2 separate regions of the Sus scrofa genome follow, and region 2 is linked to region 1. The links are chromatin contacts, called in public Hi-C maps. All regions are on one chromosome and are shown on one strand. The core of a region is the stretch at or near the end of the contact, and the rest is flanking DNA. Distances in the headings are between cores, read along the strand shown.

Region 1 (3,540 bases), core at 693-3,192:
TGAAGTGAAGCCAAGTGATCAGTCTTCTTGATCACCCTTACAGTGTCTCATAGGGTACCTTGGTGTGAATACCATCTTCCTAAGGTCCTTAACTTCCCATCTTTCTTTATACTCAGAATTGTAGAAGTTATTCATGACTATTTCATAGTAATCAAAGTTGCAAAGCCTTTATATATTAATAAGACACTAAGGGTATAAATTTTCTCAAGTACTTGTGTTAGCTATCACTGAGTAACTGATAAGCAGAACACGTAATAATTTGCTTGTGATAAAAGAATCAGAGCAACCAGAGGATGCTTTGAGGCTTATTTCATTCAAGTTACATTAAGGCCTGGTGACTGTTTTTGCCCCAGAACAGAGTACCTTTTGCTCTTGTTTCCCAAATAAAACACTGTTCCACTTGGGCAATGCTAGATAAACATCAAAATCTTGATCTTTGTGTTCCTTTTTTTCCAAACTCTGAACCCACCATTACCCATTCATTAGCTAACTGCTTTTCAAATAATGGAGAATATAAATGATTAGATTTCTGATCTTTCCAAAGGAGGGCCAGATCAATTCTAAAGGGTTGGTACATTAAAATACAGGGCATTTCTTAGCATGGTAGGGAAACCTGCCAACTGTGGTCTCTTTTATCAGTACCTTGCTCAAATACGGATCCACAAATTATTTACAGCTGTCATGGGTGTCGGAGATGACCAAATCTCGAAAAGACCCTAAAACTAAAGCTTAGCATGTAAATCAACTATACTTTAATTAAAAAAAAAAAAAAAAAAGCTTAGTAAGTTCAAATGACTTAAAGTTACTAGGTAGGGAGTTTACGTCTTGGCTCAGTAGTTAACAAACCCTACTAGTTGTGGGCTCGATCCCTGGCTTCGCTTAGTGGGTTAAAAATCTGGATTGCCATGAACTGTGGTGTAGGTCGCAGATGCGGCTTGGATCCTGCCTTTCTGGGGCTGTGGTGTAGGCGGGCAAGTGCAGCTCCAATTCGATCCCTAGCCTGGGAGCCTTCATGTGCTGCGGCCCTAAAAAGACAAAAGACAAAAAAATAATAAATAAATCTATTTCTAAAAAAAAATTACTAGGTAGGCTGAGATTAGCTCCATAGTATTTAACTCCTTAATTGATCTTCTACGTTATACTTCACAAATAAAAATAAGATAGAAATCACTCGCAAATAGGAAGCATATCTGGTGATCCTACTTTTCATCAATCTTGTAAATCATTCCTTAAATCCTGTCTGTGAGAACAGTTGCTCAGTTCTTTCCACAGTAACTAGAAGTGTCAGAAAATAGTGCCAACAGATTTCTTAAGATCAGTGTGTACCTAATTAACTGACCTCGAACGCTCCTGCCTCAGCTGTTAAGGATGAAATTTCAGTGTCAGCCGCGCGTTTTAAGGTCTTTCCAAGGTGCTCAAGATACACACAATCGGTGTCACAGGAATTTTCAGTGCGCGCCCTCACAGTGGGCATCGCAGTCAGACACACACCAGTTTCTGGCATTTTGAAACCCGCGAGAAGACACCGAGGGGGCTTTCTTGCAACCATAAAGTACAAGAGAAAAGTGTGGTTTTATTCACGCACGGGAATGAAATGAATTTGGTAATGGAAAGCTAGAGGCCCACGTGGGGGAGGGGAAAAGGAGCGCAAGAAGAAAGGGAAACAAGCCTTTTTCTCCGGTGACGCGCGGTCACGAGGCGTTCCCCCGACGTGGGCGCTGGCCATTGGCCGAAACCCAGACGACGTCCTCGCAGCCACCCAGGCGCGAACGGCGGCTAGGGCGGCGTCGCACTGGAAGTTGGCTGAGCGCGCGCGCTCCCGGGGCCTGCCACGCCCCCACCCTCTGCCCGCCAACCCGCTCATCCAGTCCCTCTTCGCGCCCAGTTGGCCACGCCCTGCACCTATTCGCCCCTCCCCCCACTAGGCCGGCGGCGCGCGGAAGGCGCGTCACGTGGTCACTGGCCCCGCCTCTTCCTCTCGGTCCCATATTGAACTCGAGTTGGAAGAGGCGAGTCCGGTCTCAAAATGGAGGTAAAACCGCCGCCCGGTCGCCCCCAGCCCGACTCCGGCCGTCGCCGCCGCCGCCGGGGGGAGGAGGTATTAGGGGGAGAGTGGGGGGTTGATGGGTAATGGCCAGCATGAAGGGCCTGGCTCGGTGGGAGCGGGGAGGCCGGGCGGACCGGGAGGCTGTCCCGCGCTCTGCGTTGAGACGGGCGGTGGTGGGGGGAGGGGAACGGGCTTCAGAGGTTTTTTCGGGGCTTCTTGCCCGCCATGCGTCTCCTTCGTCTGCACAGGTGGTCTTTTGCTGCGAGGCGTGGCTGGGGAGACCTCGGGAGGGAAGTTGGTCCGCCGGCCGCGCGGCCTCGCATCCAAGGCCGAGGACGGCATGGCGGGCCTCGGCGGGAGCGGTTGGGAGGAGGCGGTGGGGGAGGGGAGGGGACGAGCAGGCACATCCGGGCGAGCTAGCAGGCGGGCGGCGGCCACACTGACATTGATCCGCTGCCGCGTTACGAAATGGCGCATTGGCACGCAATGGCCGCCGCCTGGCTCCGCCGCCGGGAGAACGTGGGATTGGAAGGGAGAGGAAGGAGGCGGCCCAGCAGAAAATGCCGCAAATGGCCTCGAAGCTTGGGGCCTAGTGCTTTCAAGGATGTTCTCCCGGTGCCTTAGGCCTTACATACCTCTCTCAGGAGAAGAGATTCTCTCGGCTGTGTTCTTCGCAACACTCAGTTGAAAATAATTTTTTTGTTTAGTTTGCTGCTTTAAAATACTTTTTGGTCTGCCATTTTTGCTGAACTACTTAGAATTATACGCAGATTTGCACCATGTGGGTTAAATACTGCATCTTAGAATTTGCATGTAGATGTAAAGTAGGAAATTAAAAACTTTTTGATACTCATGTTTTCTTTTTTCTGACGGGTTGGCTCACGTTGTAGTTTCTTGGGTATTTGTTTTAGAGGACTGCAGCTAGAGTCGAATTTTTTCTTTTACTTGAGATAATTTTCCTGTTACAGTTTCCGTCAACTTTGTGTAACGTCAAGTACATTTAATCAGAACTTGGAAAGTGAGACTAAGTGAAGTAGTACTTTAGGCTATTAATCATTTAACTTTCCTAGCATGTCATAGTCTCTTCATATTAGATGCTTAATGTCTCTACTTTTAGAAGACACAGGAAGACCTTAGAATGTAAATGTGAACTCTTTTTAAGGACTTTGGATGCATATAAAGTGGCAGATCTTGTTTGTTAAATTGTGAAACGGTCAGGCCGTGTCTTAATTTTTTAGATTTCAATTTGTTTTATTGTGCTCCATTCCTGTCAAATAATATACTTAACACAAATCCTTTTTTGTGATCAAATAAAATGTTGTTATTGACATTTTTGGTGTTGTACAGCTGTGAATAGGAACTGTTTACAGTATATTAGTTGTAACAAATCGATTACAAGAAGGTATCAAGCAAGATACGTGGTGGATTTTTTCATGTCTTTTTAGGAGTACTTATTTTAACATCTTTATTTGCTTGTAAGTGGTAAATTTCTC
Region 2 (3,540 bases), core at 309-2,808, 36 kb after region 1:
GGCTGTGGTGTAGGCCGGCAGCTGCAGCTCTGATTCAATCCCTAGCCCGGGAACCTCCATATGGTGCGGCCCAAAAAAAGAAAAAAAAAAGAAAAAGAAAAAAAACATTTAAGTCATAATTCATTAAAATTTAAAAATGCAGATCCTCAGTTACACCAGCCCCACATCAAGTGCTCAAAAGTGACTAGTGGCAAGTGACAGTGTGGCTCTGGGAACCTAACAGAATAAGCCCTCCTGTGCTCTTCTTAAGGGGGAATTCTATTGAACGGAACTCTTCAGTTTTGCAAATTACTTCCTGAGGATACAATGGGAATATTAACCCTTCAAAGGATGCTAGGTAGTATTTATACTGTTAGCAGTTATTTGCAAAAAGCTACTTCAAGGACCTGAAAGTGCTCCTGTGAGTCAGAGTTATTAGGCCAGCCCGGAATGCTTGATGTTACTGAGCAGGGTTATGGTCCAGAAGCCACACAATTACCAAATTATCACAAAGGTCAACTGGTAGTTCCCTGGTGGCCTAGTAGTTAAGGATCTGGCCTTGTCACAGCCAGCGGTGGCTCAGGTCACTGCTGTGGCAAGGGTTCAATCCCTGGTTGGGGAACTTCCACATGCCACAGGTGGGGGGAAAAAAAAAAGTCACCTGAAGAATGGGTAGAAATAAGGGGATCAGGTAATCTGAAAGGACTACTTGTTCCAGCTAAGGATATAAATTAATCTCGAGTTGAAAATTACATTTCAACTGCTTTCAGTGTACACTTGAGCATGCACAGTGCCCACTGTTGTTGCCAACTGCCAGGCAGCAACCTGGATGTCTTACAGTGGAAACGATAATTAGTACATATGTCACACTTCATTCCCTTAAAAATCAGTACGGGAATATTTTCTTAAGGTAAATCTTTTCAACTAACTTGCTAAATAAATATGCAAGGATAACGGTTAGGTGGGTTGGGGGTGGGGCTTATGATTTGAGAATGAAAGATCACAGTGTCAATATTTTACAGCCAGGTAAAGGCAAGTATGACACAGTATAGCAATAATAACAGCCACCATTTACTGTGCACTTTCTCTGTGCTCCACCCTCTTCCAAGCACTCGTGGCCAGGGGCCAGGAGCTCACTTATATGCACCACAATCTGCAAGCAAGGTGGTGCCGCCATCCTCCCCCCTTTGGAGCAAGGAAACTGAAGCATGGAGAGGCGAAGGCACTTTGCCCCCAGACTCCCCTCTAATTAACAGTGACTGCGATTGCACTCCACCCCTGGTTTTCATGACCCAAGCACTCAGATAACAGAGGCTGGAAAGTACTCAGAACAGCCGGGGCCTCGTGAAGGAGGCTGCACAGTGCTGTGCCTGCGGGGCTCTGCTGCTAACTCGCTGGAGAGTTGCTCTGGGCTGTCAGGGAAAACAGACTCGCTACCTGTCCTCACAGAATTGTTTCTCACTTGGGAGAAAAGTATGTGAATGCCCCTCTAAAAATACACAGGACAAGCCAGGGGTGAGGTATTAAGGCTATTAATAGATTCAACTGCTGTTGCAGATGTCAAATGAACATGAGAAGCATCTAATTTGGAGGCTTCTGGGTCTAAGCACTATACAAAATGTGGAAGGTGAGCTCCTACTTTATTTATGGATCAGCCACTGCATGGCAACCACAAGGGCAGCAGGTGTAAAAAGTTTTCAGTGTTATCCTCTTCCTCACAGCACTTGTTTAAGGTCTGTCCCTTCACCATTTTACATCCTCCCCCCCCTTTTTTAATTTTATAATGATTTTTATTTTTTCCATTATAGCTGGGTTACAGTGTTCTGTCAATTTTCTGCTGTACAGCAAGGTGACCAGTCACACATACATGTAGAGATTCTTTTTTCTCACTTTATCATGCTCCGTGTACATCCAGACAAAACATTTCACCTTTTTAAAGGCCAGAGTCACTTAGGGGTAGTTATTCCAAAGGAAATAGTTGAGTCTTCAGAGACTTAAAGATGGGTTGGGAAGAGGATGAGGCCACAGGGGTCAGCTCCGTTCATGTGTGGGTTTAACCCTCCACAACCCAAATTCTCCACCTCCCAAATTCTTTCTGTTTGGGATTCTGGGCCTAAAAACAGAGCAGTGTCCACTGGCAGACTGTACAGAGTTAAGAAATTCTGCTACAAGCTGCAAACTGGAGTTCTGCACTTGCCATCTGCCTCTACCTGGATTTAATCACGAGCCACTGCAGCTGCTGACCCACAGCACCCCCTGAGCGGAGCTCAGGGTGGAAATCAGGAATGAAGCGCTCTGCTCTGGGGAAACTGGAAGAACAGGTCTTCAGATAGTCAGATATCATTAGAAGATTTTATGTGCCCGATTCTTGCATCTGCTCCTACCTAGAAAAACACTGAAATCCCTCATAGTGATGGCTGCTCCTTGTGACTAGGAGTACCTTCTCGAGACCAGCAACAAACTTCTGTGAAATGTGTGCACCTCTCCCCTCACCTGATCACACATACCCTGATACGCCCCCTTTCCTGTTAAGGGCAGTATTTCAAGACCATCTAAAATACCTGGGCTGTAGTTAAGTGGACCAAACTAAGGATGCCACAGTCATGAGAATGCAGCCATCTCTAGCAGCCACCTCCAAGGGGGAGCCAGTGAGCCCCGAAGGCTGTGAAAACTCAGGATACAGAATGATTTCAGACCTCTTTTGCTCCTGCTCCCTGCCCTTTGTTGCAAAAACTCCTCTATATCCTATATCCTTTGTCTCCTGGCAGCGGTTTCTGGGGGCTACCTGGGATGCTGTCTCCTTATTTTGCCCCAAATAAAATTTAGCCCTCGGAGTTCCTGTCATGGCACAGGGGAAATGAATCCAAGTAGGAACCATGAAGTTGCGGCTTTGATCCCTGGCCTCCCTCAGTTGCCCGTTGCCGTGAGCTGTGGTGTAGGTTGCAGACGAGGTTCGGATCCTGTGGGGCTGTGGCTGTGGCCGGCAGATGTAGCTCTGACTGAACCCCTAGCCTGGGAACCTCCATATGCCACAGATTTGGCCCTAAAAAAAAAAAAAACTTAACTCTCAGCTTTCAGGATGTGCAATTAAGTCGACAAAGCAAAGGTGTCTGGGATGGAGTTCAAAAGATGGTTCATCCATCTGACTAAGCTGGAAGCTGAGGATCCTGTGGACATACTGGAGGGGTCTCCCCACAGAAGAGACCGGGCAGCGTGCGGCCCTCTGCTGTCCTAGGGCACATGTGGGGCCTGGTGGTGGATTGGTTTTATGTCTCAGGAGACTTCAGTCTCCACAGCAATCTGGCCCCGACATGAAGCCAGGACATGTTACAGGAGAATGAGAAGCTTACAGCAAAGAGTGCAAAGGGCATGGATTACACATTGCACAGGATTCAAAGGGGGATTTTTAGAGTGGGCCAAGGAAAGCTCAGATCCCACATCCCAAGCTTCCCTGACAATCACCACAGCCACCAGGTTTGCTGAATGTATAGCGTATGCTGGATCTTGTGCTCAGTTCTCTTTTACTTAATTCTAAGAACATGTGACCCAGATAATTAGCCA

What was found. Hi-C and Micro-C count contacts between places; a contact is called where the count stands out from the background.
Region 2: a contact with region 1 is called in a Hi-C map of skeletal muscle, with 6 times the contacts expected there. The contact joins the enhancer-like site here to the promoter of HNRNPA3 in region 1. A contact is called at or near these places in 2 of 5 promoter capture datasets (fetal liver and liver), 22 of 47 Hi-C or Micro-C datasets (adipocytes, alveolar macrophages, blood and 13 more) and 2 of 2 datasets of contacts at active chromatin or transcription factors (alveolar macrophages and skeletal muscle).

Annotation. Positions count from the first base shown.
Region 1 is chr15:82,956,387-82,959,926 of Sscrofa11.1, forward strand. It overlaps HNRNPA3 (heterogeneous nuclear ribonucleoprotein A3), which reads left to right and starts at 1,943. Exons shown (of 10, transcript XM_021075138.1): 1 at 1,943-2,098. The coding sequence starts at 2,027. LOC110256983 (a long non-coding RNA gene) reads right to left here and starts at 1,851. Exons shown (of 4, transcript XR_002339079.1): 1 at 1,340-1,851.
Region 2 is chr15:82,992,778-82,996,317 of Sscrofa11.1, forward strand. The region is part of intron 3 of NFE2L2 (nuclear factor erythroid 2-related factor 2); the gene reads right to left. Among named protein-coding and RNA genes, the nearest start is that of HNRNPA3, 36 kb to the left of the region's middle. Within about 2 kb of position 1,559, at least 9 of the 83 cell types and tissues checked have an H3K27ac peak or open chromatin away from gene starts, as enhancers often do. A contact at or near this core is called in alveolar macrophages and skeletal muscle, where this site is marked.